Linked DNA regions of Mus musculus: all the other regions are linked to region 3. The links are chromatin contacts, called in public HiChIP or PLAC-seq and promoter capture Hi-C maps. All regions are on one chromosome and are shown on one strand. The core of a region is the stretch at or near the end of the contact, and the rest is flanking DNA. Distances in the headings are between cores, read along the strand shown. Region 1 holds the start of Spi1 (spleen focus forming virus (SFFV) proviral integration oncogene). Region 2 holds the start of Celf1 (CUGBP, Elav-like family member 1). Region 3 holds the start of Harbi1 (harbinger transposase derived 1). Region 4 holds the start of Fnbp4 (formin binding protein 4). Region 5 holds the start of Mtch2 (mitochondrial carrier 2). Region 6 holds the start of Mapk8ip1 (mitogen-activated protein kinase 8 interacting protein 1).

Region 1 (4,960 bases), core at 2,255-4,754, 610 kb after region 3:
TCTCTCTCCCTTCTTTCCTCTCTCTTCCTTCTTTCCTCTCTCTCTCTCTCTTCCTTCTTCCCCCCTCTCTCTGTCTCTCTCTCTCTCTGTCTCTCTCTCACTTCTTTCTTTTCTTTCTTTTTTCCCCCCGAGAGAGGATTACAGGGTTTCTCTGTGTAGCCCTGGCTGTCCTGGAACTCACTCTGTAGACCAGGCTTATATGTGTTTCTTGCACTTTTTCTTTTGGCTCTTTTTTTTTTCTGTCTGTCTGTTTGTTTTTTATTTTTATTCTGGTTTGTTTTTATTTTATCTTATGTTATTTTTAAGTGTCTATTTGTTTCCTAATCAGAGAGAAAGTGAAGGTGTGGATTTGGATGGTGGAGAGAATCTGGAATGAGTTGGGGAAGGGCGACCCACAATAAGAATATTTTGTATGAAAATAAATCTATTTTTTTTAAAGTCCCCAAGGACCAGACAAGATAAATGAGAAAGAAACTAAATTTGCCCTTGGCACAAGAAGATGCTCAGGGATCAGAGATAGGGCTGACATTGTGGGATACAGGGATGAAGTTGCTGCCTGCATCTTACTCTCAGAATTCCAAGTAACTTCAGGAGTCTTTTCCTCTCTCCAGCCCCAGGGCATGCTGGGATGAGGGGTGGAGGACCAGGTACTCACCGCTATGGCTTTCTCCATCGCTGCCCACGAAGGAGTAGTAGTCATGCATTGGACGTTGGTATAGCTCTGAATCGTAAGTAACCAAGTCATCCGATGGCTGCCGAGAGAGAAAGGTGTCGAGCCTGAGCTGTTGAAGATATTCCAGTGAGGTTTAAAGCTAAGTTTGAGGCCTGTGACCTTCCCTGACTGGGGCACCTGGGAGCTGCCCAGCCTTTGCTTCGAATCCAGAGCATTCAGGGACACAGTGGGTAAGGCGGTGCGGGAAGTTCAGGACAGCGTGCTAACAATGAGGTAGAGAGGTCAGAGGTCAGCAGATCCAGGGCTAAAGAGAGGGTGCATACAGCCCCTTCCTCACTTCTCTTATTATCCACTGCACCGTTCCACACACACCTATGACCATGGGGGCCTGTTGCCCTCTCCCGTTCCCACCAACTCATCTTCCCCCACACGTACAAACACTCCCTGTGACACACTTATACCCAAAGCCGTGGAGACTCACTCTCACATGTCCACACACTCACTCTTGGGTTCCTGTCTCGGTCTCACACACAGGCATCCTCACCCTCTCGTGAGCCCCCCCCCCCCCCGTCTCACACAGGCCTATACATCTGCTCACACTCACAGACACCCACTGTTCTCTCACCCCCTGCAGGCACACACATATATATTGACACACACAGGCTCACATCGAGTCCCAGCCATCAGTACATTCACATGCCTTTCAGAACCAACCAGGTCCCACTCTCCAGTGCTACCTTGGGGCCCTCTGTTACCGCCTGACCCTGACTCCTCCCCTCCTGTTAGCCGCTGTCCATCTAGTCTCAAGAAGGCACAGTCCGACATGATGACTGTCATGTTGATTATTTGTTTGTACGAAGGTCACCCAGGCAGATTTTGGGGATCAAGGAACTGTCCCTTTTGCCTCCTCCCTCCACTGTCCTTTTGATGGGAGACTCCCTGCCACCATTAATTTCTCTCTTCCCTCCTCTTTGTCCTCCTCTCCTTCCTTTGTCTTTCTTCCCTTCTTTCCCCATCTTCTTTCTCCTCTGCCTCCCTCATCTCCTCCATCTCTCACTTGCTAGGCACAGGGATATGCACTCAGAGCCTTCCCGTCAGTCACTGGGCTTCTCCCCACAACCACAGAGTGTGCCCAAGGATTGCACAATAGTTACAGTGGCCTTGCTTGGTGGGCCAGGGCTGCCTTGAGAGCCGGTCCACTCAAGAGATACTTGGTTGAGGCTGGAGAGAGGCTCCTGAGGCTGGAGAGAGGGGCTAAAGAGCTGGTGTGGGAACTGGAGGTCTGGCCTGTGTCCATATCAGCAGGAAGAAGAGGTCAAGGGTCAGGGACAGTGGCTTTAATTGAGGCAGAGTGAACTTCTGGGACACCCTCCATCACCTGTGCTTGCCCCAGCACCTTTCCCGTCCCAGGCAGGAGAAGGGGATCAGGGTAAAGGAGAGAACAGTGAGATTTGGCGAGCCTGTCTTCTATCCTGTGAGGAGACCAGAAGCTGGCCCTCTTCCCTGGGTTTCCAGGCAGCACACTAGGCCTGCCCCTGTTGCAGGACACTGACTACGATGTCAGGCCTGAGGTGCTACGGAGGGCTGGAAGGGATAGAGAAGAGATCTGTCTCTAGTTCAGGAACGCTGAGTCAGGTGGGCAGGCCCTGCTCAGCTTTTCCTCACTGCCCCAACACCTCCAAGGGTAGGAGAAAGCAAGAGGGTCCTCTCTAAGGGATTCTGGGCTGCCATTCGCCCAAAGCTGTGACTGTCACTGAAAACAGGAGGAACAGGTGGGATCCTCCCACCTGCTAGTGTCCCTGTCCCTGCCCCACCTTAACTCTAGCCAGATCTTCTCACTCCAGTCCCAATCTCCGTCCCATTCTGGCCCCAGTCCATTCTTCACCCGATTTCTCATTGAGCTAAGTTCTAGCCACAATCTAACTGCAGGGTTTCTGCTCTGTTCTTCTCTTGCCCGGCCTGGCCCTAAGAAGCCAGTCTTGGTCACTGCCCAAGACTCTCAGATCCATGTAGGCCCAAAGCCCAAACACTTGGATCAACAGCCAGGCCACAAACTGAATGTTGGGGACCCACGGGTGACTTCGAGTTCTAATAGCCTTTGCCTCAGGAGCCCACAGGTCTTGAGTTGAAACCTCTCCTGTTGCCTCCAGAGACTCCTAGGCCAGTCTCCAGATCTCCTCATCCATGGCCTCTCAGGAGCCGCCCTCGCCATCTTCAACCCAGAACCCTGCCCTAGAGTTCGGCCTGCCACTGAACCCATCTATAAATAGCTGTTCAGGCCCCACCGATCACAGCCCCACCATGGGGCCAGCCGGCAACCCTCAGCCCGCCAGGGCATGCTCTAAGGAAGCCAATGGCCCCTCGCTGGGTCTCAGACCAGCAGCTCCGGGGAGGAAACACCAACTTCCCACTGATAGGGAGCCGGAGGGCATCGGGTGGGCTGGTGGGTTAGTGGGCAGATGGTCACACATCCCAAAGCCCCAGGCTGGGCTGGTAGTGAAGCCCCAGTACTCACAGGGGCGGTGAGGGAAAACCCTTCCATTTTGCACGCCTGTAACATCCAGCTGAGCTCCAGGTTGGTCAGATCCCCTGCTTCGGTGGGGATCAAGGCGGATCCCCCTCAGGACCAGGTGCCCCGTCGGGGGACTGGACGGTCGTGGGTCAGACGCAGGGCTCAGGCCTGCCCCCTGAGCTACAGGAGCCCTGGGTGAGCCCCCTCCCTTGACATTGCAGGGCCAGCACAAGTTCCTGATTTTATCGAAGGGCCTGCCACTGGGAGATAGTCCCCTTGGGGTGACATCACCGCCCCAGCCCGTTTGCATAAATCTCTTGCGCTACAGGAAGTCTCTGGCCGGCTGGGGCAGGTGGTTCTCAAAGGGCAGCCCTGGGAAGACAGGGGGCCAGGCCCCTGCCCAGAGGAAACTGGGGCTGGGAGGGAGAAAGGCTAGCACTACCATGGAAGGCTTCTGCTGCTCCGGTCGCTAGGCCTTGCTGAAGTAGTCCACTGTTCTTTTAGCCTAATAATACCGATTTCTTCTCAGTCCCCTCTGGTGGCCAAGAGTCCCCTCTTCGGGGGGTCAGAATAGCGAGAGCGTGGATCCCTAATTTTGAGGGTGAATTTGTCAGGTGGAGGACTTTGGTCCCAAGGCTGCCAGGCTTGGCTCTTCCTGTAGGCCCTGCAATATCTGCTAGATCGTCCTAAGCCAATTAGGGCCAACAGTAGACACTGGGTCTCCCACATTTTATCTCCTTTCCAGACTTCTCAAGTGGGCTTCCCTTCCAATTGGGAAGGACATTGGCTTCTGATCCCCTCCCCTCCCAGCTAAGTACCACAGCTGGTGTCAGATCCCTAAGGACATTGTTCCCAGCCCAGTTCTCCCGGTTTCTCCAACCCTTGAACGTTACGATCTAGACTTCCTCCTTTATAAACCTTCCTCGCACGTTTCTTCTTTCCTCTGTTTTCCTATCCTTGTCTCTTTCTGATTGTCTGCTCATCTCTCCAGCCCATCACACCACCCATCCGTCTACACATCTCTGTTCAACCAACTGCTCATTTCTGAGCTGCCAGTCAGCTCGTCTGCTTACCCTCGCGGTTAGCAACGTGCTCATTTAGCCACTTGTCTGTCCGTACATCAGCCCATCCATCTGCTAACAGTTTGTATTTTTATTTCTTTATCTACTATATGACCTTCTGTCAATCTGGCCACCTGTCCATCCATCCATCCATCCATCCATCTGTCCATCCATCCATCATTTGTCTACACATACATTCTTCCACCCACACATCCATCTATTCACTTAATCTATATATCCATTAATTCATTAGTCTGCCTATATCCATCCATCTCCCAGTCTACTCATCTACTTATCTATTCTCAATGCACTTTTCCATCCATCCATCCATCCATCCATCCATCCATCCATCCATCCAACCATCCATCCACCCATCCATCCACTTAACTATTAATCAGTCTACCTATTTACATATCCATCCATCCATCCATCCATCCATCCATGCATCTTCCCTATGTTAACCAAGCTCTATGCTGAGTTCTGGGAAAGTGGAAGGGTTTCCTGTCCTTCAGACATCCAGTCTAGAGAGTAGAGCAATAGTTCTTTTCCTCCACACACACCTGTCCCCCACTTCTGACTCCAAGGACACACACACCTCTAGGGAGACTGCTCGGTTGAGCAAGAACTTGTTTTGTTTTTGTCTTTTTGAGACAGTTTCTCTGTGTAGCCTTGACTGTCACGGAACTCGCTCTATACCTGCCTTTGCCTCCCGAG
Region 2 (4,524 bases), core at 1,354-3,853, 770 kb after region 3:
ACCATGTACAAGACAGGCATGGTGGCATAGACCAGTAGTCCAGCACTTGGGAAACTGAGGTAGAATTACAGGGAATTTCAAGGTCAGCCTGAGCTGTAGAAAATGAAGATCCTACCCCTAGGAAAAAAAGAAAAGGATGTGGACTAGGGAAAAAACTCAGTGGAAGACAGCATGCCTATCAACTGTGGGAGGCCAAGAGCTGCATTCCCAGTAACACAAAAGAACACACACTGACAAAAGAAGGCTAAAGTGATGAAGACAAAGTTGGAAAGATGCGGCAGTATACACCGTAATCCCAGCACTTGGGATGTAGGCCAGTGAGGACTTCATAGGAAGACCCTGTCTTGGGGGGGTTGGAGGGGCCCACAGGGTAAAGTTGTACACATACACACCCATTTTAACAACAATCTCCGAAAGGTAAGATTTTTTTCCCATTTGAATTACCAGTATGTTTTATAATGAATCTGCAACTTCTGTAACAAGAAAAGTATGCAGACATCTTTAGAACATAAGTCATTCTGGCTCCAATTTTCACTATCTGCCCAGCAGCCCACAGGTACAATCATTGGTTAACTAACACTAATGGACACCAATTTCTAGAGGATTGTGGAGATTAAAACAAGGATCATAATAAAAGAATGACTTGACCAACTAGTAACCTACTGCAAAAAGATTTGAAAATTGTGTAGATTTTCTAACTTCAAGCCCAGAGCCCTTGCCATTCCATCACATCTTAAATCTGCATCATTGCTCATGATAGTGTGATAGTGTTGTGAATTTTTTTTTACAAAGGCAAAGCAAGCAAACCTTTGGTGGGAGATGTTTTAAAAGCACTTGCTATAATAACCTTGGGCAAATAAGTCACTTTCCTTTGTGAGAAAGCCAAAGCACTGAAGAAAAAAAAAAAAGCAACCCTTTCAACTGTAACAGCCCCTCTTGCTAATGGATCCTTGGGAAAAGAAAACCCAAAGGGTAAGAATGAATGAGAGGATGGAGACGTAGGCTCTGGAGCCAAGAGCCATTCTTAAGAGAAACAGGTGGTGGAGAAGAAGAAACCAAGAGAACTCATAAGCTTGCCAGCTAAAGTAACAGCTGCAAATCCCAGCTTTGCTTTACCATAAGCATGGCTTTCAATCCTCCCTAGGTCATGATCAGAAACCACACTCTCAGGCAATAAAACTACTAATATAAAAACTAGTATAGAGAGAAAAAAAAAATCAGTGCCGTTGCAGTTGGTCCATTCTAACCTCCATGATTTTCCAAGTACACTTGTTAATGCCAAAACCAAAAAGAACTCTAAGCAATTCCATCTGAAGACACCGTCATTCTAAGGATCTAAAAAGAAACAAACTGGAAAAAGTGAAAAAGTGCAATTCAAACCTCTTCAACTCAGAGACTAGAAGACAGAGAAGAGATCTTTTAAAGGTTAAGTTCCTTTTAAGTGTGTGCAAAGGGTGTTTGTAACCTCCTAACAATGCAGACATTATCAACAGAGTCTATGCTCTTTAAAACTGTTCAACAGCTTTTATATACAGCATTAACTCTGAGCACCAGAAAGAGATTCTGTTGTGCTAAACCAAGCTCTGACCAAAATCTCACACTTTCTCCCCGGAATCAGTCTCTAAACCAATGAGAAGCTCCTTAAAAAGCATATGCAATGGTCGGAGAAAATTAAAACAACATCCTGTCAGAACCACCACAACCGAGACACCACTACCGACTTTAAATCCAAAGCCTGGGACCTAGCGAAGAAGGCACCCTCCAGAGCCGTCCCCGCTCCTGGGTGCGAGATTCGAGCCCTGCTACTAGGCCTTGACTGGGCGAGCGAGCACCTGATGTGGGGGGTAGGGCGAGCCAAAGCGGCCCCAGGGCGAGAACTGCAAGAGCTCCGGAGGATCGAGAGGAGCGCTGCCTTCTAGGGGCGGGAATCTAGGACACCCCCGGGGGTGGGCACGAAGAACACGTGGGGCGACAGGGTCAGGGAAGCGGCGTCTCGGGTAGACAGCCGCGATCTCGCCCAGCGGACCCGGAGAGGAGGACTCGGGTGCGGTGCAGGAAGCAAGCCCTCGGGGCCGGGAGAGTGGAGGCAAAGGGCAAGGGAGCCGGGGCCAGGCCACGAGGAGGGCGGGTCTCCCTGGGAGCAGGGGCACGCGCCGGGCGGACGCGAATGGGCCCCCGAGTCCCGAGCAGTCCGCGGCCTGGTCCCCGGGGTGCGGGGAAGCGGGAGCGACCGCACCCGGAGGGCCCTGTGACCCGTAGCCGCCCGAACCTGACCCGCCCCGCGGCGCCTCCCTCCAGCCTCCCTCTCTTTCCCTCCCTTCATCCCGCGGCCCGTTATCCTGCGGCCGCCGCACTCACCAGCGGCTGCACCTGAGCCCGCCGCTGCCTCAGCTGCTGCCTTGCTCCTCCGCAGCCGCCGCTGCCTCGCTGCTGAGGCCGAATCCCGGGGGAGCCTCCGCGTCCCGCCGCCGCCGCCGCCTCTGCCGCTGCCGCTGCCGCCAGAGCAGAACACCCCAAAATGGCGGCACTTCCGGCACCTACCACCGGCGGGGAGGGCCGCCGCGGAGGGGGCGGGCGGCGAAGGGGAACGTACCACCGCGGCGCCGCCCGCCAGCGCCGAGCCGAGCCGAGCGCCGCGCAGGGGCGGGCGGAGGGCCGGCGCTGCAGCGCCCCCTCCGGCCGGGGAGTGAAGGAGCAGTCGCTCTGAAACCCTGGGGGCCGCGGGCGGAGCCCTCAGCCCTGGGAGCTGTAGGGGTGCATCTCTTTGTCTCAGAGCTGCACTGGAGGGAAGACCCCGGCCTGGGAATCTGAAGTTCTTGCCTCTGCGCACCGCACTAGCTGCACCTCTGGCGGGCAAGCAACGCAGCTTGGCAATGAAAAATACACATAATAAATATCGAATGAATGAATGAATGAATGAATGAATGAATGAATGAATGAATGAATGATGGGTGCTTGGCTAACACTGGACGCAGGGCACACCCTTTCTTTTTGCACATCAGCATACAGACAACTGTATCCAGGCCTTCCTTCTGATGGAATGTGTGTTGCAAGCTTTCAGAGTTAGGGAAGTGCCTGTACAGAGATGTTCAACTGCATGCATGCGCAATCTGGCAAAAATCCCTGCGGCACCAGAAAGCTCTTAAGTATTCTATTAAGAGACTACCCAGTCCAAACCTACTCTTCTTGGGAAAAAAAATAACAATTAAAACACTTTTTACGAATCCAGCACCCCCTTTTAGGATTCGGTATTCCTAACCTGCATCTAGCTGGATTCACGCATTAAGTGTGTTGTTTATTACACAAAGTCAGTGAAATGTGAGACAATGAAATGCAGATTGAGAAAACTTAGTTCTGGGAGGTCAGGGCTCCATCAATTTACAAATTACTCATGAGTTGGCAATTATTTCTCTTTATCACTTAGCTTCCTAAAGCAAAATATATATCCACAAATGCCGGTTATACCCTACCCTACCCTACCACACTCACTAAGGCAGCCCCCACCCCTGCCCCAAGCAGCAGCCAAGAGTTTTCCCCTGTGCTAGAGGCACAAACAATCATGTAGATCAAAACAATTAGCCCCTAGGTTGTTCATTATCAAATTACCTAAATTGTACTGTAAAGCTTTGGTTGTTTTTTGTTTTTTTTTTTTTTTGTTTGTTTTGTTTTTTTGAGAGTTTCTCTGTGTAGCTCTGGCTGTCTTAGAACTCCCTCTTGTTACTGAGACTGACCTCAAACTCACTTGGTGATCCGCCTGCCTCTGCCTCCCCTAAATGCTGGGATTAAAGGCGTGTATCGCCACACCCGGCCTGTTCGTTCCAATTTTCAAATTGGTTTTCTACCTTCTTGTTGTTGATTGATGGGAATGGAGTTAGAGATGTAACTTGAATTAGTTGCATATAGATGGATACGTTAGGAAAAATTAGAGTGGTTATGAAAGATGGAACACTGGTATTTTTAACTAGTTCTTGAATAAGACTCTTGGCAAAAAAAATAACTGTTAGGAGAAAAAATTAGTCCTGCTGGTAATGGAAGATTTCTAAGAGTCGTTAGGGTTACTGCAGAGAATTTATTTCATTGGAGGGATAATGATGAAAATAATGTTTGCGTTGTTAGGGTCTGAGAATTTGGGAATAATCCACTATGAAAACCAAGTTTTGAGCCAGCAAAATGTTTCTTTATTCAACTTTATTCAAAGGCTGATATATCAGGGAGACGGCGGGGTTCAGGATCCAAAACTATGTCAGTCAGGGGCAGAACAGAACAACTTTTTGCTCCTGTACTTTTTTCTTTTCTTTTTAAAAGATTATATATATTCTAGCTGTCTTCAGATACACCAGAAGAGGGCATCCCATTACAGTGGTTGCTGGGAATTGAACTCAGGACCTCTGGATCTCTGGAAGAGCAGTCAGTGCTCTTAACTGCTGAGCCATCTCTTCAGCCCCAGAACAACTTTTAAAGACAAAACTCCACAGACTACGTGGGGTAGGGGGCATCCAACCAGATTCACGAATACATTGGGTT
Region 3 (5,065 bases), core at 2,491-4,990:
ATTGTTGTGCCCACGTGTATATATGTGTACCACATGTATGCCTGGTGTCTGCAGAAATCAAAAAAGAGCATTAGATCTCCTGGAACTACAGGAGTTACAGATGTTTGTGAGCTACTACATGGGTACTGGGGACCAAATATAGGTCCTCTACAAAAGCAACAAGTGTTCTTTTTCTATTTTCTAATCCCAGCACTTGGGGTCATGTATCACAGGCTAGCCTCAAGCTTCCTGTGTATCTGAGGATCACCCTGAATTCTGATACTCCTGCCTCTGAGTACTGGGAATGCAATTATGCACAACAGCCAACACAGTGCTGAGGACTGAACCCAGGACCTCCTACACTACTAACTAAGCTACACTCCTAGCCCTTTACTTTTGAGACAGGGTCTCCCTCTACATCCAGGTTGACCTGAACACTGTGTCTGGAACTTGAGAGCCTTTTGCCTCAGCCTACCCTGTCTTGGGATTACAAGCGTATAAAATAACACTCAGTTTAAATATTGTTTCTGTTTAAAATTTTTTTAGATTTATTTTATGTATATCGGTCTTAGGTATCTGTGTACAGTGTGCACATTTTACACTGTGGAGATCAGAAGAAAGTTTTAGGTTCCTTGGAACTAGAGTTATGGGTATTGGTGAGCCTCTATGTGGGTGATGGGTATCAAACCCAGGTCCTCTTCAAGAACATGTGCTCTTAATCACCAAGACACCTCTCCATCCCTTAAATACTAATTTTTTTTTTTTAAATCAATGTGCAAAGGTTGAGGGTTCAGTGGTAAAATCCTTGCCTGGCATTCCCACGCCTTGGGTTTGATTCCTAGTACAGGTATAATAATAAAAATAATCATGATGGGCTGGAGAGATGGCTCAGCGGGTAAGAGCACAGACTGTTCTTCCAAAGGTCCTGAGTTCAAATCCCAGCAACCACATGGTGGCTCACAACCACCCGTGATGAGATCTGACGCCCTCTTCTGGTGTGTCTGGAGTCAGCTACAGTGTACTTATGTATAATAATAAATCTTTAAAAAAAATAATCATGAGAGTATGGTGGTATATACGTTTTGGTTTTTGTGTTTGTTTTTTTTTTGGGGGGGGGGGGCAGGGTTTGGTTTTTCCAGACAAAGTTTCTCTGTGTAGCCTTGGATGTCCTGGGACTCACTCTGTAGATCAGGCTGGCCTTGAACTCAGAAATCTGCCTGCTTCTGCCTCCCAATTGCTGAGATTAAAGGCATGTGCCACCACTGCCCAGTGGTGGTATACACTTTTAATTCCAGCACTTGAGAGACCAAGGCAAATGAATCTTTGAGTCCAAGGCTGGCTACATGTAAAATTCCAGGCTACATAACAAGTTATTGGTCTCAAAAATCGCTAAAAAGTAATAATAATGAAAGAACCCAGGCTGTTGAGATGGCTCAGTGGATAAGAGCACCCGACTGCTCTTCCAAAGGTCCAGAGTTCAAATCCCAGCAACCACATGGTGGCTCACAACCATCCATAACGAGATCTGACTCCCTCTTCTGGAGTGTCTGAAGACAGCTAAATAAATAAATCTTAAAAAAAAGAAAGAAAGAAAGAAAGAACACAAAAAGGCCCAGAGAGTTCTCTCACCAGAGGTCACAGGCTAAACAAAGAATGAAGAGTAAGACTACAGAACCTCAGATTTCACCCACTCTCCTGCATAACTTTTCTATGGACATAAACTGAAAATTTATACTTGCAAACTTACCAAGAAGCCAGCTATCTTTGGGCATCCCAGTTTCAAACTGACTGGTTAAAGAAGACCGCTGTAGCACAGCACAGTCCTGGAGGCTACCTGGCCAGCTTGTCTCCACAGTCATCAGTGCCCCTCTGATGTCACACACCACCAGGCAGTTTAGAGAATGCAGACCCTTTCGGTTCACGTAAGAGAGGTCTTCCGCATTTGGTGCCTTGATTGCTACATGGATACAGTCAGCCACCCCTATCACCCCTGGCATCCCTGCCAATCCATAGAATTCGTCCTTTAGAGACTGTACGGCAGCTTCATCAACTGGAAAGTGAATAAACTGTGAGGCCCGTTCCACAAGGGCTTCAGTGACATTTGCAACGCAGCGACTCATAGAGGCCTGGCTAATTCCAATTGCATCTCCCATCCGAGTCTGGAAGGACCCTGAGGTATAAAACCCTAATGCTGCCAGGATCTGTGTCTCAGGGCTAATAGCCCTAGATCTCTGAGTAGGCCGAGAAAGGCTTGCCCCCAAGAGTTCCACTAAGAAGTATATGAATTGTCGGGGGAATCCATACATGGACATCAAGTATTCGTCAGTCACATCATCCAGCTTAAAACGGTCCAAGGTCCGGTGACCTCGGCCATACAGCAAGAGATCACAGTCAAGCACTGTTATTGGAATAGCCATTGCTAATGTGGAGGTCCTCTTCTATCTGCTTTTCCCGAATTTTTCCCAGCGCAGTAAGTATCAGAATTCAACAGCTAACCATCAGTTAAATGGCTCTGACATTTATAATCTTCTTTCTGTAAATGTTAATTAAAAGAAAAAAATAATTAGAAACGTGATCCAAACCATACCAAATGACTCAAAACCTACACCTTTTTCAGCCATTCACTTGTTAACTCTAGATTTATCTCCACTGACTCACTATTGTATGACAAACTTGATCTAATTTGCAGACAATAAGAGTTCAATCCCAGTGGCTCATCTACTGCCTGGCATTTCAACTGAGAACAACACATGAGAACAAACAATTTACAAGGTAAAAGAGGTCTGTGGCAACCAGGAGACAGCTGACAAGTTGAAAACACCTTAAGGGTTACTCAGAGGTTTGTTTTGCAAAGCCCTATGGCTCCACAGATGAGGGAGTGCTCAAACCAGTCCAACTAGAGATGTAGAACAAAGGGGGGGTGGGGGGGGGGGAGAAAGGAAGAAAGACAGTCTGTGGCCCTGCCTGGGGACCTACACTGTCTGCTGTAACAGGCTTTCCCTTCATCTCAAGAGACCCAAATCCCGAAGCTTTAGGCTAGAAAGGAAGGAAGAGTATAAAAGGAAGGAAAGGAGGAAAAAGCTAAGTGAACCAGGTAGGTCTGGAACACCGAGGCCACTTTTCAACCCGCTTTCAAAACAGTATTAAGGGACAAAGATGGCTCCGAGGGCACAGGGTTTGCCTGTGAAGCCTGGTGAAATAAATTAGTTGGCTATCTGAGATCCATATGGTGGAAAGAAAGAATCGTCCAACACCCTTGCCACATCACGCCCGCCTCCAAAACATAAATGTATTTAAAAAGTTTATTCCTTTAAAAGCCGTGTAAGTAAAGATGCCCCAGCCAGGAATGGGCTCACTGTACTTGGGAAGTGTAGACCAGAAGATCATGTGCGAGGCAAGCGTGGACTACGAGCACCAGTCAAAACAAAGTAAAACAAAACAAAAAGCTCCTAAGGCTGGTCCAGCCTGTAATGTTAGCATTCTGGAAACTGGGTAGCATCGCCGCGTGCTCCATGCCTGCTGGAGCTACATTACGTTCAAAGCTAACCTGAGTTACACAGCGAGACCTTGTCTCAAAAATAGTAAGATAACCAAAGTCTGGCTGCTCGACCCAGAATAACCGAACGCTGATCGCCACCTTTCCGTAGCTACCGGATTAACCGGAGCACTCTCCACCCTCGGGGCCGAAGAAGGCCCGCCTCCGGAACCCACGGCCGCACACAAGCCGCCACGGTGCGCAACAGCCGCACCTCCCCTTCCGCGTCAGCGCCCGCCCCACGCCGCGTCATCAGCACCTCGGCCACCGCGGCCTGCGCTTCGCTTCCGTACATTCTACACGAAGCCCAGTCTCCAACTCCCTAAATTCCTTCCCAAACCCTTTTTTTTCTCCTAAAAGGCTTTAAAATTAATCATATGATTTATTTCTGGAAATAAGCCGCCTTTCTTGAAGACTCTGATGTACAGAAATATTAAATAGGTCGTTTGTGGTGTAGCGAAAGTGCAGCTGAATTTAGGCAGCTGCATTTCCTCCGTAGCGCTCTACCTCCCCACCGCCTGCACTGAAGCGGATGAAAACAAACACTAAGGATGGCGGCGCCGGGCAGCGACTGGTTGCTGGCTTAGGGCGGGAGAGATCGTTTGACGTGTGAAGGGGAAGCTCTGAGAAAAACCAGTCCACACCAGTCCGACAGCTTTTTCAGTTCTGGGATCCCGGAGCCTCGTTAGCGTGAGATATCTCTCTGCGACCTGTGCTGTCACTACCGCCCGGGAGCGCGGAACCCTCTGCTGGGAGGTGCAGTTGGCCGGCCCCAGGCCCCGGCCTCCGGAATGAGAGCCCGGAGCCACTCTCTGTGCCGTAGCTTCGCAGGTACTCACTTTTGAGGGTAATAACCCCCGGATCTTTCAGCGCCCCCGAGTGGGAGGTCACTGATCTGTGTTCCCTTGGCCACCACCTTGGGGACGCCCAAGCCAAGCAACCGAGGTTCAGTTCCATAATCCCCTGATTATGTTTTCTACGAGAAGTTGGGTTGGTGTAGACCCTGTTGGCTCTTGAGGCGTCCCAACCGTTACAGACATCCCCCGAAATTTTCTTGCTACTTTATTGTCTCTTTGAGTTATGTCAAAAAGATCTATTGGAGAACATTTGTAGGGCCGTAACTCCGGTGTTGGGTATCAAGGTAGGTTAGGTAAGTTTTCAGTCAATCAAAAAAAATTTTTAATGCCAAGTATGAAGTCCTCCTGTAAGTGAGGGTGACTTGACTAGTGAAAAAGGGGACTATGTTCTTACTGGCAGTGGAATAACCTGCGAAAACCTATTCTCATTAAATCTCTGAATTAAGTGGCTAAGCACCTTCTTGGGTTGTAAATCTCTCATTCACTTTTTTCCTAGTTAATCTGCTCAATCTATCCTCAAGGTAACATTCCTTTGTTGGCTCCCCCCTCCCCACTTCGGTGGTAGCCCGTAGCCCAGGTTGGCCTTAAACTCCTGTGCTTCAGTTATCTTCTTCACTCAGCCTCCTGAGGAGCTGAGAATACCGACGCAGGCTGTCACAGGCCTAGGTTGGGATAGTTGGAAACAGGGTTCACC
Region 4 (4,547 bases), core at 1,323-3,822, 970 kb after region 3:
CTGGTGCCCTCTTCTGCAGGACACATGCAGGCAGAACACTGTATGCATAAATAAATAAATCTCAAAAACAAACAAACAGCCTTTCTCGCCCTCCCGCCCCCCCCCCCCCCCCGCCATCTTGGCGGCTGGTGTTGGTTGGGGGTTGTCCCGCACGTAAGGCAGGAAGATGGTGGCTGCAAAGAAGATGAAAAAGTCTCTGGAGTCGATCAACTCTAGGCTCCAACTTGTTATGAAAAGTGGGAAGTATGTGCTGGGCTACAGACAGACTCTGAAGATGATCAAACAAGGCAAAGCCAAGTTGGTTATCCTTGCCAACAACTGTCCAGCTTTGAGGAAATCTGAAATAGAGTACTATGCCATGTTGGCTAAAACTGGGGTCCATCACTACAGTGGCAATAATATTGAACTGGGCATAGCGCGGGGAAAATACTACAGAGTATGCACACTGGCTATCATTGACCCAGGTGATTCTGATATTATTAGAAGCATGCCAGAACAGACTGGTGAGAAGTAAACAAGAAAGTTTTCCTTTAATAAAACTTTGCCAGAGCTCCTTTTGAAAAAACAACAAACAAACAAACAAACAAACAAACAAAACACAAAAGGACCAAAAAGCCGGCAGGGAGATGACTCCCTTTGTAAAATGCTTAAGGACTTGCATTCGGAGCCCTCATAGCCATGTTTTGGCAGAGTATGAAGCACACTCATCTGTAACCAGCGCTGGGGGTGAAGTGGAGTGGTCAAGACAAGTGGACTGGAGGAGAAGAGGTGTCTGTGCAGTCCATCTACCTGAACAGTTAAAAGTTCGGGTTCACACCGGGCGTGGTGGCCCACGCCTTTAATCCCAGCACTTGGGAGGCAGAGGCAAGCGAATTTCTGAGTTCAAGGCCGGCCTGGTCTACAAAGTTCCAGGACAGTCAGGGATATACACAGAAACCCTGTCTCGAACTGCCCCCCCCCCCCAAAAAAAGTTTGGGTTCACTTGAGACACTCTCAAAAAATAGATAAACAAGTTATGTGGCCCAGCCTTAGAAGCACGAATGTGTGTCTGCAGCCATAAATAAACTTTCATGTTACTTAAAAGTTTATACACAGCAAGCCCTCAGGAAAGATTTATTTATTTTTTGTTAATCCATTTTTGTAAGCCAAGAGTGGAACCCAGAGTTTTGCATCTCACCACTGATATGCAACCCCAATCCTAGAAAAGCTTCAACGACTTTTTATGAGAAATAATAAATTAGCAACATTTAACCATCCAACAACCCAGCTGCACACTTTTATCTTTCAACTTAATAAAAGATATTTTAAGGGAAAGGCAAAAACAACAACAAAAATCTCTACCTGTTGCCTTGACGGCTGTCGGTCTGGTGGTCATGACTGGTGTTGGAGGGTTCTGAACAACGTTGGGGACCTCCACCACCACTTCTTGTTCATCTGTATTTGGAATGCACAAAAGGAAGCTGCAGTCAGTCAGTGGGCCAGGGTCCAAAGCTTGACCTTCAGCCTGAATCAACTTATAAAACCAGCGTGTATCACTGATGCAAACTAAGAAGACAAAAAACAAGCTGATCTACCCTTCCATTCATTTAGTGGTAGCGACAGTAAGAACGTGAACACTATGAAAATGGCACCTGCAATACTTAACAATTAACATGCATAAATACTTCTGCACGTTTCCACACGTTATGTACATCCTATTAATCTGATTCTTAATGTTTGATACAGTATAGCTTCTCCGGCATCTACTCCATGCAATTGTTACCCTAAACCCAAACACAATTCCAGAAAAGCCCACACACAGGTTTTGTCACTTTCCCTTAAGTCTGGGGTTACCGATGCTTTGTCTAGCATAAGAAAAAAATATGGGTTTGTTCACTTCTAAAGAGTGGTGTCTCCATTTCAACAAAAACGAAACCAAGCGTGACAAGTAGAGAAGGCCAGGTTCAACCGCCTCAAGGCTCGCACGTGGAAATTGCCCTCCACCTTCTGCGTTATTAAGATCGAAGGGAGTCATCTAGGAGACATTTGGGGTCCCAAGCCTCGGTGGACGGCACAGGTTCCGGGGAGAAACCCCTGCACCGCAAAGGCGCCTCAGATGAGTCCGGGCCCGGCCTTCCGCCTCCCAGAGTCCCCGACCGCCGTCCCGCGGGCCCCAGATCGCTGGCAGCCGAGGTGTACCTCGCCCGCCAGGGTTTCTCTTCTTCACCGGGTCCGAAGAGACACCCGGGAACCTAGGCCGCAAGCCCCGTGCTCGAGTTTCAGACGTCCCAAATAAAAGCAGGGCTCCTCTCGCGCGCCCTTACCTTCTGAAGGCGAGTCCTCTGGGGCAGCGGAGGCAGGCACCGCGGGCGACGTCGCGGCCGCCGCCGTCGCTGCTGCCGGCGCTGACTGGCTTGTCGCCGCCGCAGTCGAATCTGCCTCGGGATCCGGATCGGGGTCGGGATCCCGGCCCGGGGTGCTGCTCCGAGGACCCGGTGGAGAGAGCTGCAGGATAGGCCTGCGGCCGGGTACCGCCCGGGACTTCTTCCCCATCATGAGCCGGAGCGCGAGCAGCGAACGACGGCAGATTAGTGGGGCGGGCGCACAGCGCCCCGGTGCGTAATCAATATTCATGAACCGTGGCACCGCCTCCCGAGGAGATCCGCTTTTAACCGGCGCGGTGCACTTGCGCATGCGGCCTGCGCCCCGGTGCTTTTACGCACGTTCCGCTCCATCCATGGTGGGTGGGCTTTGTTCAGGGAAAAGGCGATTGGCTGTTTTGACTTGAGACGGACTCGGTAGCCAATAGCAAAGGGAAAAGACAGGACTTCGCGCCAATAGTGCGGAAGGGCCCGCGGTGTGTGCGACTTCCTTAGACTGGGGTTGCACCATGCGCTGTTAGCCAAGTCTTTTCTTTAGGGCTTTGTCCGCCATCTTGTAGCTATTTTCAGCTGCTTATTGCTGTTTGTCTTTGAGGAAGATAAAGATACATTGCACCCTTCTGCAAGTTCTCTTGGTTATTGTAGCTTCTTTGGGGTATAGTATTAAACAATGATGATGCTGGGTGTTTATACATCGGTAGGCTTTTTCTGTTTTGTTTTGGTTTTGTTTTTGATTTTCGAGACAGGGTTTCTCTGTGTAGCCCTGGTTGTCCTGGAACTCACTTTGTAGACCAGGCTGGCCTGGAACTCAGAAATCCGCCTGCCTCTGCTTCCCAAGTGATGGGTTTACGGTAGGCTCTCTCCCCACTTTCTTGCTCCAGCCCCGCTCGCCCCAACCCAAAGGTTTATTTATTTATTAAATGTAAGTAAACTGTAGCTGTGATACACAAGAGGGTATCAGATCTCATTACAGATGGTTGTGAGCCACCATGTAGTTGCTCGGATTTGAACTCAGGACCTTTGGAAGAGCAGTCAGTGCTCTTAACCGCTGAGCCATTTCTCCAGCCCCAGTAGGCTCTTTAAAACGAAATACGACGTGATTAGTAGGGAAAATGACTGGACCTTGGAAACAGTCAAACTGTTCATATGGGATACCGAAGCCTTACCTCATCCTACTTCTGTAAACACTACTTTTTTGCCCTACCTCCAACTCCTCCACCTTGAGGCTGAGCTCTTTACATTTTGAGTCTTCCTTGTTCCCCATTCCTAGAGTCAGGTGACATCCTGAGTCATTAATGTTCTCCCCAGAGATAGTTACCACGCAAGATAATGCTGATTTTCTCCAGGACCCACTCCTTCCACCCATCCCTGATTGCTTCTAGACTAATGACAGCAGGCCAGAAGATGAGAAATAATGCCTAAAGATGGTGCACTGTACTCCTGGAGAGCTACTGAAGTGTTCTAATAACACTGGAAGTAGTTGTCATGGTTCATGTCTATAATTTCAGTGGAGACAGAGGTAGGAAGATTTCAAGTGAGTCTAGCCAGGTATGCATATTACCAGAGCTTACAAAGTGAGATCTTGTCTCAAAGATAACAATAATAACAATAAATTAATAAAATAATAATAATACAAGGAGAAATCTGGGGAAGATGTATGAGAATGGATGTTAAAGAGGGAGTATAAGAGGCAGGAGGATTTCTGAGTTCGAGGCCAACCTGGTCTATAGAGTGAGTTCTAGGACAGTCAGGGCTACACAGAGAAACCCTGTCTCGAAAAACCAAAAAAACAAAAAACAAAAAAGAAACCCTGTCTCAAAAAACAAACAACAAGCCAGGCAGTGGTGGCACATGCCTTTATTCCCAGCACTTGGGAGGCAGAGGCAGGCGGATTTCTGAGTTCCAGGACAGCCTGGTCTACAAAGTGAATTCCAGGACAGCCAGGGCTATACAGAGAAACCCTGTCTCGAGGAGAAAAAAAAAAAAAAGAGCAAGAATAATAGGCCAGGCAAGTGGATCTCCGAGTTCCACTAGAGTTAGGGCTACATAGTGAGACCCAGTCTCAAAACAAAAATATCTGGGGTTAGAGAGATTGCTCTGAGGACCTTCAGTTCCCAGTACCCACATGGTGATTCACAACTGTAACTCCTGTGCCAGGAGATCTGTAGCCCTGTTCGGGCCTCTGGC
Region 5 (4,445 bases), core at 55-2,554, 860 kb after region 3:
CGAAATACTGTCAATTCTGTTCTAGACACAGATTTCACTCTGCGCTTCAACATCTACACTTATATTAGTCAACTTAGCAACAATTTGTATGAAGAACAATTTAAAAATGAAGTCCATTCTAGAGTCTTGCTTTTTTTTTTTTCTCTTTTCAGAATGGTAAACATTGAGGACAGGGATTCTAAAGCCTGCTTCCTTCCAGGACACACAATGCATGAGGTATGGCAATCCTCAATAAATGCTTAAAAATGGCCCTGATCAGCACAGGGAAAGTTAGAAGAGCAATTGAAAATACTATCACCAGCTAAAAGTAGGCCTCCTTACCCATGAATATAAATGACCACTTTAGAAATATTTTATAGCAGATTGGCAAGGGAGGCAAGAGAGACATCCGGGGTTTGATGTTACATTTAAACTCGCTAAAGTGTTTAAACAGAACTGATTTCCAGCTCTAACCAACGTGATTTTCATTGTCATGAACCACATGGGTTACTGTGAAAGCGCTCAATGGATCCTCAGGAAATCTGATTTCATTATCACTTCTCAATGCGCTCCTTGTGTATATCCGGGTATCTGGTGTTAAAATCTCTGAACGGGAATAGAAGTAGAAACAGCAAATAGAAAAACCGAGTAAGAACAATAAGATGTTGGCTTTCCTAGAATTTTAAATTTGCCCATAGATGAGTTATTTCACGTCTCGAGTTTGAGATATTTCGCTGAGGAGGAGTGAACGAGGTGAGGTGAACGCCAGTATCAGAGGGGCGACAAGAAAAGGGTTGGGAAGCCCTCGGTGGCAACCGGCCAGGATCAGGGAAAGGAAAAACAAAGTTGAGAAGAGTCACCGGCCAGGGAAGGCAAGGGTGGCAGTTGGCTGCAGAAAGGGAGCCGGCCTGCCCGGGGCGAGCCTCGGGATGTCTCCGAGAGGGGCGCGAGGCCGTGGAAGTTGTTCCTGAGGGGAGAGAAGGGCAGCATCTCGAGAGGGTGAAGGCCTGGGACGCAGAGCCAACCCAAAGGCGCAGAGGGCGGTGGCGACCTGACAGGACGCGGGCGGGGAAGGAAAGGGCGACGACTCATACCTGGATGAGCACTTTCACGTACATGAGCGGCTGGGACAGGATGGTGAGACCGGAGCCCAGGAGCACCTGACTGGCCGCGTCCGCCATGATGGCACCCGCGGACGGACGGACAGACGGAGTCACCAAGCGACACAGCCGGTTCCAGATCACGTGTCGGGGGCGCCGGCTTCACTGGCCCGCCCGCGGCGCGCCGCCCGCTTAGGCTCCGCCCACCGGCCCGCCCAAAGAAACGGCAGGCGCTCGCGAGGGGCCGCCTGGGGCGGGGCTTGTGGGAGGGACGCGCATGCGTCTGGGCGTGGGCTCCTCGCGCCTCTAGGAAAGGCGATTTCTCTTGCGCCTGCGCAAGCCGGAAGTGTCCGGAAGGAGTAGGGAGGGAATGGTAATGATGGGGTGGTGGTGGGGTGACCCTGACGGCAAAGGCAAGGTCAGCGGACTAACAACTGGAAGAACTGAGTTATACTCCTATCCTCTTTCAGGCTTTGACGACGTAAAGTTTGATGGTTGTTTTCCGTTAGAGTTGTCATGTCTAATGAACAACAGATCCTGTCTGGCTTAACAGTGAATTCTGCAGGTCCCTGATTTTGCGTTTACCATTAGCTCAGTGGTAGAGCACTTCCCGACATCCTTGCTTTCAGTCCTCAGTACTGGAAAGAAAAAGCAACTACAACAAAATGTGCCCCCTCGGGGTCAGATGTGGCGGCACAGACCCTTAATCCAGCACTTGGGAGGCAGAGGAATGTGGATATGTGAGTTCAAGGCTAATCTGGTTTACAAACTGGATACCCGGTAAACCAGGGTTACATGGTGACATACTGACCAAAAAAAAAAATTTTTTTTTCATGTCTTCTCTGACTACTCGAAATCCATTTTATCCGTATTTCCTACCCGTTGCCTTGTGACACCTGTCACTGGGAAATTGTCTTTGACAGTTGAGAGTGTCAACTCTGGGTTCAGGAACCGAGATGGCCTTTGTACACTATTTTCCCCCAGTGCCTGGCATGTACCAGTGCTCAAGATTTATTAAAGCTCAGTGCCAATCGGGCTACCCAGGCTGTTAGAGGCAAAATGAAGAAAAGGCATTGCTCCAGCTCTGGCCCCTTTGTTCTGTAGCAGACACCACTTAGTGCAAGCACTTAGTGTGTACTGCTGAGAATGAACAAGGAACCGAGTTTGGAATCTGGCTTTCCTTTTGGATCCATGTGTCACTTTCCTTTTTAAATTTTTTAGTGTTTGTATCTAAATATAAGGACAATGCAACTAACTCAGTGTATTTTTATGAACATTAAGTGAAACTGTATATATGGAGTTTTTGAGAAATTGGCTGAAATACAGAAGTTAGTCCTAATATGGCCTTCTATTCAGCCCAGAACTAGCTGATATTGGGAGGCAGTTTGTAGGTCAGGCACACGGGCTTTGAAGTCCAATGGGCCTCATCCAAAGTCTACCTCTGCCAGTTACAGTGTGACCTTATATAGGTCATCCCAACTCTTCAAAACTTTTAAGCAAATAAGTATAATAATATCCACTTCAAAACATTATCTCAAAGCAATATGGACCTAGCCTGGCATACACAACAAAAATGCAATAGTAAATGGTAGCTTTTTATTCTAAAAAAATTACATGTTGCTCTTAATTAAACACAGTTCTCAACATGACTTAGAAACAGCAAGACCATTAAGAAGGGTATTTGTGCATGGGTGGTGAAGGAAAAAAAATTCTATTTGCCTGTGAGCAATGAGAGGCTCAGAATGTCGCGGGGCTGAAGGGTTGGGCACCTGAGGATGTCCCACCACATTCCTAATGGTTCATGGCAAAAGCTACCCATGACGTTATGGGACAGAGAACTGGAGTCGGAATTATAAGTAAAGGAAGAGCACAGTTCAAACGGGCCATTTGTAAAGATGTGATATGAATGACAATCCCTGATAAGAGTTCAGTGTGGTGACCCTAGAATGGGTTACTTAGTAACTTATATTCAAGCTAGGAGGATAAGAAAAGTCAAAGGTGGGGAGGGAGGGAGAGAGAACAGCACCTTGGCATAGGCCAGCTTTGGGAAAAGAAAAGAGGGGATGGTAAGTAATGTGAAAACTTCCCAGAGGCAGAAAACAGAGCCCAGAAAAGAGAGGGGCTTACCAGCTAAACCACTCCCAGGCTGGGATAGTCTTACCTGGAAGAGGTCCACGTTTCATTTCTCAGTTTTAAAAAAAGATACACTGTAGCTGTACAGATGTTTGTGAGCCTTCATGTGGTTGTTGGGCAGGGTTTCTCTGTATAGCCCTGGCTATCCTGGAACTCACTTTGTAGATCAGGCTGGCCTCGAAGCTCACTGGGTCACTCTTATAAATTTTAGACATGGCCCTGCAGTCCCTTTCTTCTTTATGGCTCTTTTCAATTTGCTATATTACTTTAAAACTGTTTTTCCTTATCCATCATTACAAGACACTGAGGTACAAGAGTGCAAGGTTTTTCTCATTTTCTTATTGACTAGTGCCTTGTGTGCTTCTTTCTTTGCCTCTTTCCCTCTATCCTCCTCCTCTATCCTCTTCCTCCCTTCCTTCCTTCCTTCCTTCCTTCCTTCCTTCCTTCCTTCCTTCCTTCCTTCCTTCCTTCCTTCCTCTCTCCCTCCCTCCCTCCTTCCCTTCCTTCCTTCCTTCCTTCCTTCCTTCCTTCCTTCCTTCCTTCCTTCCTTCCTTCCTTTTGTTTGTTGGTAACATGGTCTCCCTATGTAGCTATGGCTGGTCTAAACTTGCTAGATAGACCAAGCAACCTTGAAAATACAGAAATCTTCCTGGCTCAGCACCGCATTCAACTAGTGCTGATATCTTCCGGGGGTTGCAGTCGTTCTCATTGTCTAACAGTGCCAGGTACTCAGTATATATTTATTGGCATAGTGACTCCAGTGCATGTGTATCCACCTCCCTTCCATGCTGCTGGCACTGCTCCGAGTGCTCCTGTTAACTAGAAAAGGCCAATGCATCTCACAGAGCTCCTTCTTTGTGTTCTTTCTAAATTGTCTTAGCCTCTCTCTCCTAAAACACTCTGTTACACGCCCCCCTGCAAGTTTGTGAATTTTATTATATATTGGCTTAATTAGGACTCTCTCAGTGCAACCATCTAAACTGGTTAGGAGGAAGAAAATATATTGATTTATAGTAGTCTGGCCACAGGCTGCATCCAGGGTCTCACAAGTTGATATGTTGATGCCTGTACTTATAGGCTTCACTTTTAGATAGGATGTCACCTCAAGGAGTTCTGTTTTACCTCCCACCTTACAGGGTCACATTCTAGGACCAAAGGAGTCATTCTCAACCCAGAAGTTCTAACACACATCTTTGGGGGTTGTGATGAATTGTGCACATTGTTCAGAGCTAC
Region 6 (5,056 bases), core at 1,370-3,869, 690 kb before region 3:
GTGGCCTGGAGCCTTGGGGTGACTTCATGCCTCTTTTTGCCTAGCCTGAGTGGCCCTGAGGACTGTCACAGAACAGTGCCCCATGTCCTCCTCCTGGGACCTAGCATGGGGAAGAGATGGTTGCAGGCAAGAAGCACTTTACAGAGTTCCCTATTGCTGGGAAGGTTGTGTTTCTCCCACAGTTTGTTTGTGAATATTTACCTGTTTTATAAATGTCTGATCCTGTCTGAGTAAAACTGTGTTGTGTAATCTATCTTGTGGGAGGTCTGGGACCTGGGCTCCTGAGGCTGAACCTAAGTAAAGCTTTAAGGCAAGCCGTGTTGGGCTTGTTGGAGTGAGGAGTCTTATTCTCCCTTGGATAGAGGAGACTGTAAACTACTGTGGTATGCTAGCAACAAAAGTCAGCCCAAACCACACAGGGTACCAAGATCAGTTCCTGCGTGCCACCTCTCAGTAGTACTGAGTAGCCTGTTGAGATCCAGAGTACTGCGTCCATTCTTTATAATGTGCTAAGAAGGTATGTGTGCCCTCTAGACACAGTTAAGGAAGCTACTGCCAAGCCTGAGGCCTGGATGCTGGCCCTGTCTTGTACCATCTGGCCAGAATGCCGTGCACATGGGTGTTCCTGGTGCGAGAGGGGCTCATGCAAAGCCAAAGAAAATCACAGTCTGCTCTATAAACAGAAGGAGAGCTTTACTCTAGGGCACATCTCATTCCTGGCTCTGCCTCCAAGCTTCTGCTGGCCTACTTTCTACTAAGACTGGCCTCCCTCTCTGGGCTTCTCATGTAGCTTTGGCGTGGCTGGAGAAGCTGAGATACCTTTGTTCTTGAGCAGAGGTTCTATGAGAGGGAACTGTCCTACATACTCACACACTTCTGACCTCCTGGGGATGCTGCCCAGTGGAGACAAGCACACATTAACCATGCTAATCAGGCATGGCTGCTTTCCTGGGAGGGAGGGAGGGAGGGAGGGAGGGAGGGAGGGAGGGAGGAAGGTGCCTTAACAGCAGATGGTTTGGGCAGGGCCTCCTGTGAGAGGCCTGAGCCAGAGCAGAGAGTTAAAGTGACCAAACCTTTACCTCTTGAAGCATCAGTGGCAGGGAGGGGAGAGGCAGCCAAGGCCTCTGGCTTTAGGTTCTGGAGTGTTCTCAGGGCTGAAGCAGGGAGATTGAGTACTACAAGGTAGGTGCCTACGCTTCTTGCTGGAAAGGGGAAGGAGGCAATCAAGTTTGCACAGACTGTAGAACATTGGTCTGTCCTGCTCCATTTATGTGAAGGGCAGGGTCTGTGGCCAGAGGTGACCTGGCAGGGAGGCTCTCTGAGCCACCAAAAACGGGGACTCGAGTCTTGGTAAACGGTGTTGTGTGAGAAAACCCAATAGAGAACCAGGAAGAAAGCACAGCTAGACCCAGAGTGGGTGCAAGGAACAGAAGCAACCACAAAGCTCTCAAGAATCCGGCCCTGGGGATGAGGAAGGTCCTAGGCCTTAGGGTAGGAGAAGCCAGTTCAGGACTGTGTGAGTGCAAAAGGGGTGCTAGATAGAAAACGCAGTGGGAAGACAGGTGCTGAGAACTGGGCACAGGAGTTCACACTAATCCCCCAGTTTAGCAGGAGACTCAAGAAGATTGTCATCAGTTCTTAGTCAGCTGAGGCTACATGGTAACTTCCAGGACAAACTGGAAATGAAAGAAAAACAAGTGATGGGGTAGTCCTGGCATACAGAGGCTTCACAGGGCTAAGAAACCAAAAGCATCACTCAGGTTATCAGGGGTGGTCAGGGCTCAAGGGGGTCTTTGCTGAAGGAGGCAGAGGCAGGAGGATCACGAGTTGGAGGCCAGCTTGGGCTACACATTTTTAGGCCGGGCATGGTGGCGCACGCCTTTAATCCCAGCACTTGGGAGGCAGAGGCAGGCGGATTTCTGAGTTCGAGGCCAGCCTGGTCTACAGAGTGAGTTCCAGGGCTATACAGAGAAACCCTGTCTCAAAAATCAAAACAAAACTAAAGGGTGGGTCTTGATAGAGGTGGCCTTCAGAGATTTCTGCGGGAGGTGATCCCAGTGCACAGGTGGGTGTTCCCAGCTCCCAGGGACAAGTATTTCTATCGTTTTTCTTCCTCCCCATGCTCATGGAGGGCTCATATTCCATTTCACACATGGGAAAGACAAGCCTTGGAACTATGAGGTCACTAATGCAATTCTCCACTGCCTGTTCACTTGTGGAACCAAGCTGTGGTCTTAGGTCACCTGGCCCCATAGCTGACTGCTCTTGGACCCCACTCCACCACCATCTCTCCTTTCTCAGCCATCTTCTGTAACCCTTTTCCTACCCCAGTTGCTGTGGAAGGCCAAAGACGGACTTGGGGAGCAGGATCTTGCCATCCGCTGATGCCCTCGATCTAGGTCCAGCTCTGAGGAGAGCAAAGCTTTGCCAGTGCTTGGAATGTCCCTGGGATGTGTAGGGAGGCCGAGGGGACCCAGGGCCACGGGATCGAAGCGTCAGCACTTCGGAGAGCGCCGGGGCGGGGCGGGGCGGGGGCGGGGCCACAAGACCCCAGCCGGCCCGGGGGCGCGCGCGGGGCGCTCTCGCGGGGGCCGCAGGCGAAGCGGCGCGCTGTCCGGAGCCGCGCCCGCCCCAGCTCAGTCCGAACCCCGCGGCGGCGGCGGCCTCCTCCACGCGCCTCCGCTGCTGCCGCCGCCGCCGCCGCCGCCGCCTCCCGCGCCGCTCTCCGCCCGGATGGCCAGGGCTGCACCCCGGAATGGCGGAGCGAGAGAGCGGCCTGGGCGGGGGCGCCGCGTCCCCACCGGCCGCTTCCCCATTCCTGGGACTGCACATCGCGTCGCCTCCCAATTTCAGGTAAGGATCGAGGCCCGGAACCTCGGGATCCTTGGAGACCCTGAGGGCGGCGTCCTTTCCCGGCCGAGCCCCCAGCCCCCACAACCTCCAGTCCAGGTTGGTGGCCACCGCGTGGCCCCCCGCAGCTCCTTCTGCCATTCCGTGTCATGGGGTGGGGTGATTGAGGTGGATCTGGGGCAGGAACCTGGGAGGTCGCCTTTCCCCTCCACCTTGGCGGGAGTGGGTCTGGGGTTTGGATGGAATTCCCGGTGCAGCAATCCGCCCAGACTTTATCCTGCCGCGTTCAAGGTATCTAACCCAAGGTGGAAGTAGGCTAAGGGGTTGGGGGCCCAGAGGCCCCAATTCAAAACCCTTGGTCCTTTAAGAAGAGTCGTGAACCCCTCTCCCAGCTAGCTTGGCCAGATGGGTCAGATTGCTAGGCGATCTTGGACAGGGTCTTCTGAATTTGGGCAGCTCCCTGGTCAGTTGTATCTCAGGACAGGTGCAGAAGGATTGGCCTCAACCAGTGAAACCCAATTTGCTTGAGGGAGGGGAATCTGCCTGTGGATATCCAGGGATACTGTTGGGGGGTCCCCACTGTGTAAAGACTCAGGACACCGAACTGAGCTCCTCTTTGACCCACCCCTCCATCTGATGTTAGACCAGGTGAATGAATTTCAGAGATGTAAGGCATGATGTGTTGAACCGGTGACTGTCCTCTCTTCACCTTTTCACACACATACACACATACACACACACACACACACACACACACACACACACACACACACACACAGAGAGAGAGAGAGAGAGAGAGAGAGAGAGTGACGAAGAAGAGAAGGGTGTCACTGCTCCAGAATGTAGAAGCTGAGACATACCTCATTGTTTCCCCATCAGGAGCAGGCGCCTTTCTCTCTCCTGGGACCCTTGCTCCAGCCAGGCCCCAGCTGGGCTCTGGCGCCAAGTTGTCATCTATTGAAGGGGTCTCTAGCTCCCAGGTCCTCAGGTGGGCAGACACACACACACACACACACACACACACACACACAGACACACACACACACACACACACACACACACACACACACACACACACACACACGATCTTAAATGGTATGATCAGGCCCTGAATCCTCCAAGGAGGCCCTAAACCCAGCTGAGAGAACCAGAAGGAGGGGGCCAGAGGATGGTTCCAAACCTGAGGAAAGCCTCCAGGCTAATGCTTCAGATTCTCCCTGGTAGGTCAGGCCTTTGCAGGGGAAGAGAATTAGCTGCGAGGGACAGAGGTTCGAATCCTGTTTCCACTGCTTCCTCGCTGCCTGATCCAAGCTTGCTTTTGTCTTTGGTCTCATCTGTGGAGTGGGTTAATTAATATTGATTCCTGCCTGGGAAGGAGACAGTATGCACCAAGTCACTGTTCAACAGGTAGCCGGCCACACTGGCAGAAATCTGTACAGCTTGTTTCTGTCAAAGTGTTTCTCCAGGGTAGTTCACTGAACCTTCACAACCATCCTGAGGGCCCACCCTAATCTGCCCTTTGCTGAGCTGAGGCGATGGAAGATAAGGAAGGCAGAGGGGCTAGCCTAGGAACCACAGAAAAATCTGACTGGAAGGTCAGGACTGGAACCTGAAACCAGGTCTCAGCCTTCTCTGTTCCCTCTCCCTATAGGCCCTATCTCTGGCCCAGGGTAGGCTCACACCCTATTCTGGCAGGAAATTGTTTATCATACAGGCCCGAGAAGCCAAGATGAAGGCTACTAGCCAGGGAATGTGTGGCCAACTCTGGGCTATGTAGAGCGGGGGCAACAGTATAGCAAAAGGCTGAGTGAGGAGTGGGCTGGCCTGCAGGACACTGTGCCCTAGCTGTGAGACAAAGCGGGCTTTGGAGATAACACTGGGCAGTGGGGCCCTACATGGCCTACTGCCTACTTCAACAACCCCCACTGCCCTTTCTCTTGTCCTGCTTCAGCAGCCACTGGTCTGGCTCCATTTAACCCTGATCTTCGATGCCCATCTTGTGACTCTTTGGTAGGGCTGTGGGTTCAACTGTTCTTTTGTTTTGTTTTGTTTTGTTTTGTTTTGTTTTGTTTTGTTTTGTTTTGTTTTGTTTTGTTTTTCGAGATAGGGTTTCTCTGTGTAGACCTGGCTATCCTGGAACTCACTTTGTAGACCAGGCTGGCCTCAAACTCAGAAATCTGCCTGCCTCTGCCTCCTGAGTGCTGGG

The links. Promoter capture Hi-C pulls out the DNA fragments that hold promoters and counts their contacts. HiChIP or PLAC-seq counts read pairs in DNA pulled down with a chosen protein or histone mark. Capture Hi-C pulls out chosen DNA fragments and counts their contacts.
Region 1: a contact with region 3 is called in a promoter capture Hi-C map of adipose tissue. The contact joins the promoter of Spi1 here to the promoter of Harbi1 in region 3. A contact is called at or near these places in 1 of 39 promoter capture datasets (liver), 3 of 115 datasets of contacts at active chromatin or transcription factors (bone marrow-derived dendritic cells, bone marrow-derived macrophages and microglia) and 1 of 9 other capture datasets (adipose tissue).
Region 2: a contact with region 3 is called in a promoter capture Hi-C map of pre-B cells, with 4 times the contacts expected there. The contact joins the promoter of Celf1 here to the promoter of Harbi1 in region 3. A contact is called at or near these places in 6 of 39 promoter capture datasets (the C10 cell line, erythroid cells, liver and 3 more), 3 of 115 datasets of contacts at active chromatin or transcription factors (astrocytes, double positive thymocytes and microglia) and 1 of 9 other capture datasets (adipose tissue).
Region 4: a contact with region 3 is called in a promoter capture Hi-C map of liver, with 3 times the contacts expected there. The contact joins the promoter of Fnbp4 here to the promoter of Harbi1 in region 3. A contact is called at or near these places in 1 of 39 promoter capture datasets (pre-B cells), 2 of 115 datasets of contacts at active chromatin or transcription factors (bone marrow-derived macrophages and microglia) and 2 of 9 other capture datasets (adipose tissue and liver).
Region 5: a contact with region 3 is called in a promoter capture Hi-C map of adipose tissue, with 2.4 times the contacts expected there. The contact joins the promoter of Mtch2 here to the promoter of Harbi1 in region 3. A contact is called at or near these places in 2 of 39 promoter capture datasets (liver and pre-B cells), 1 of 115 datasets of contacts at active chromatin or transcription factors (double positive thymocytes) and 1 of 9 other capture datasets (adipose tissue).
Region 6: a contact with region 3 is called in an H3K27ac HiChIP or PLAC-seq map of thymic regulatory T cells, with 5 times the contacts expected there. The contact joins the promoter of Mapk8ip1 here to the promoter of Harbi1 in region 3. A contact is called at or near these places in 5 of 39 promoter capture datasets (cranial neural crest, liver, pre-B cells and 1 more) and 5 of 115 datasets of contacts at active chromatin or transcription factors (craniofacial prominence, embryonic stem cells, epiblast stem cells and 2 more).

What each region holds. Positions count from the first base shown.
Region 1 is chr2:91,095,222-91,100,181 of GRCm38.p6, reverse strand. Spi1 (spleen focus forming virus (SFFV) proviral integration oncogene) reads right to left here and starts at 3,504. Exons shown (of 5, transcript NM_011355.2): 1 at 3,189-3,504; 2 at 656-752. The coding sequence starts at 3,233.
Region 2 is chr2:90,938,476-90,942,999 of GRCm38.p6, reverse strand. Celf1 (CUGBP, Elav-like family member 1) reads right to left here and starts at 2,603. Exons shown (of 14, transcript NM_198683.2): 1 at 2,359-2,603.
Region 3 is chr2:91,709,527-91,714,591 of GRCm38.p6, reverse strand. It overlaps Harbi1 (harbinger transposase derived 1), which reads right to left and starts at 3,740. Exons shown (of 3, transcript NM_178724.5): 1 at 3,341-3,740; 2 at 1,727-2,512. The coding sequence starts at 2,396. It overlaps Atg13 (autophagy related 13), which reads left to right and starts at 4,000. Exons shown (of 17, transcript NM_001355419.1): 1 at 4,000-4,345.
Region 4 is chr2:90,743,583-90,748,129 of GRCm38.p6, reverse strand. It overlaps Fnbp4 (formin binding protein 4), which reads right to left and starts at 2,572. Exons shown (of 17, transcript NM_018828.3): 1 at 2,304-2,572; 2 at 1,342-1,434. The coding sequence starts at 2,532. It also overlaps the pseudogene Rpl30-ps3.
Region 5 is chr2:90,844,014-90,848,458 of GRCm38.p6, reverse strand. It overlaps Mtch2 (mitochondrial carrier 2), which reads right to left and starts at 1,304. Exons shown (of 13, transcript NM_019758.3): 1 at 1,074-1,304. The coding sequence starts at 1,160.
Region 6 is chr2:92,398,826-92,403,881 of GRCm38.p6, reverse strand. Mapk8ip1 (mitogen-activated protein kinase 8 interacting protein 1) reads left to right here and starts at 2,619. Exons shown (of 12, transcript NM_011162.5): 1 at 2,619-2,853. The coding sequence starts at 2,756. It overlaps Cry2 (cryptochrome 2 (photolyase-like)), which reads left to right. Exons shown (of 12, transcript NM_009963.4): 12 at 1-236.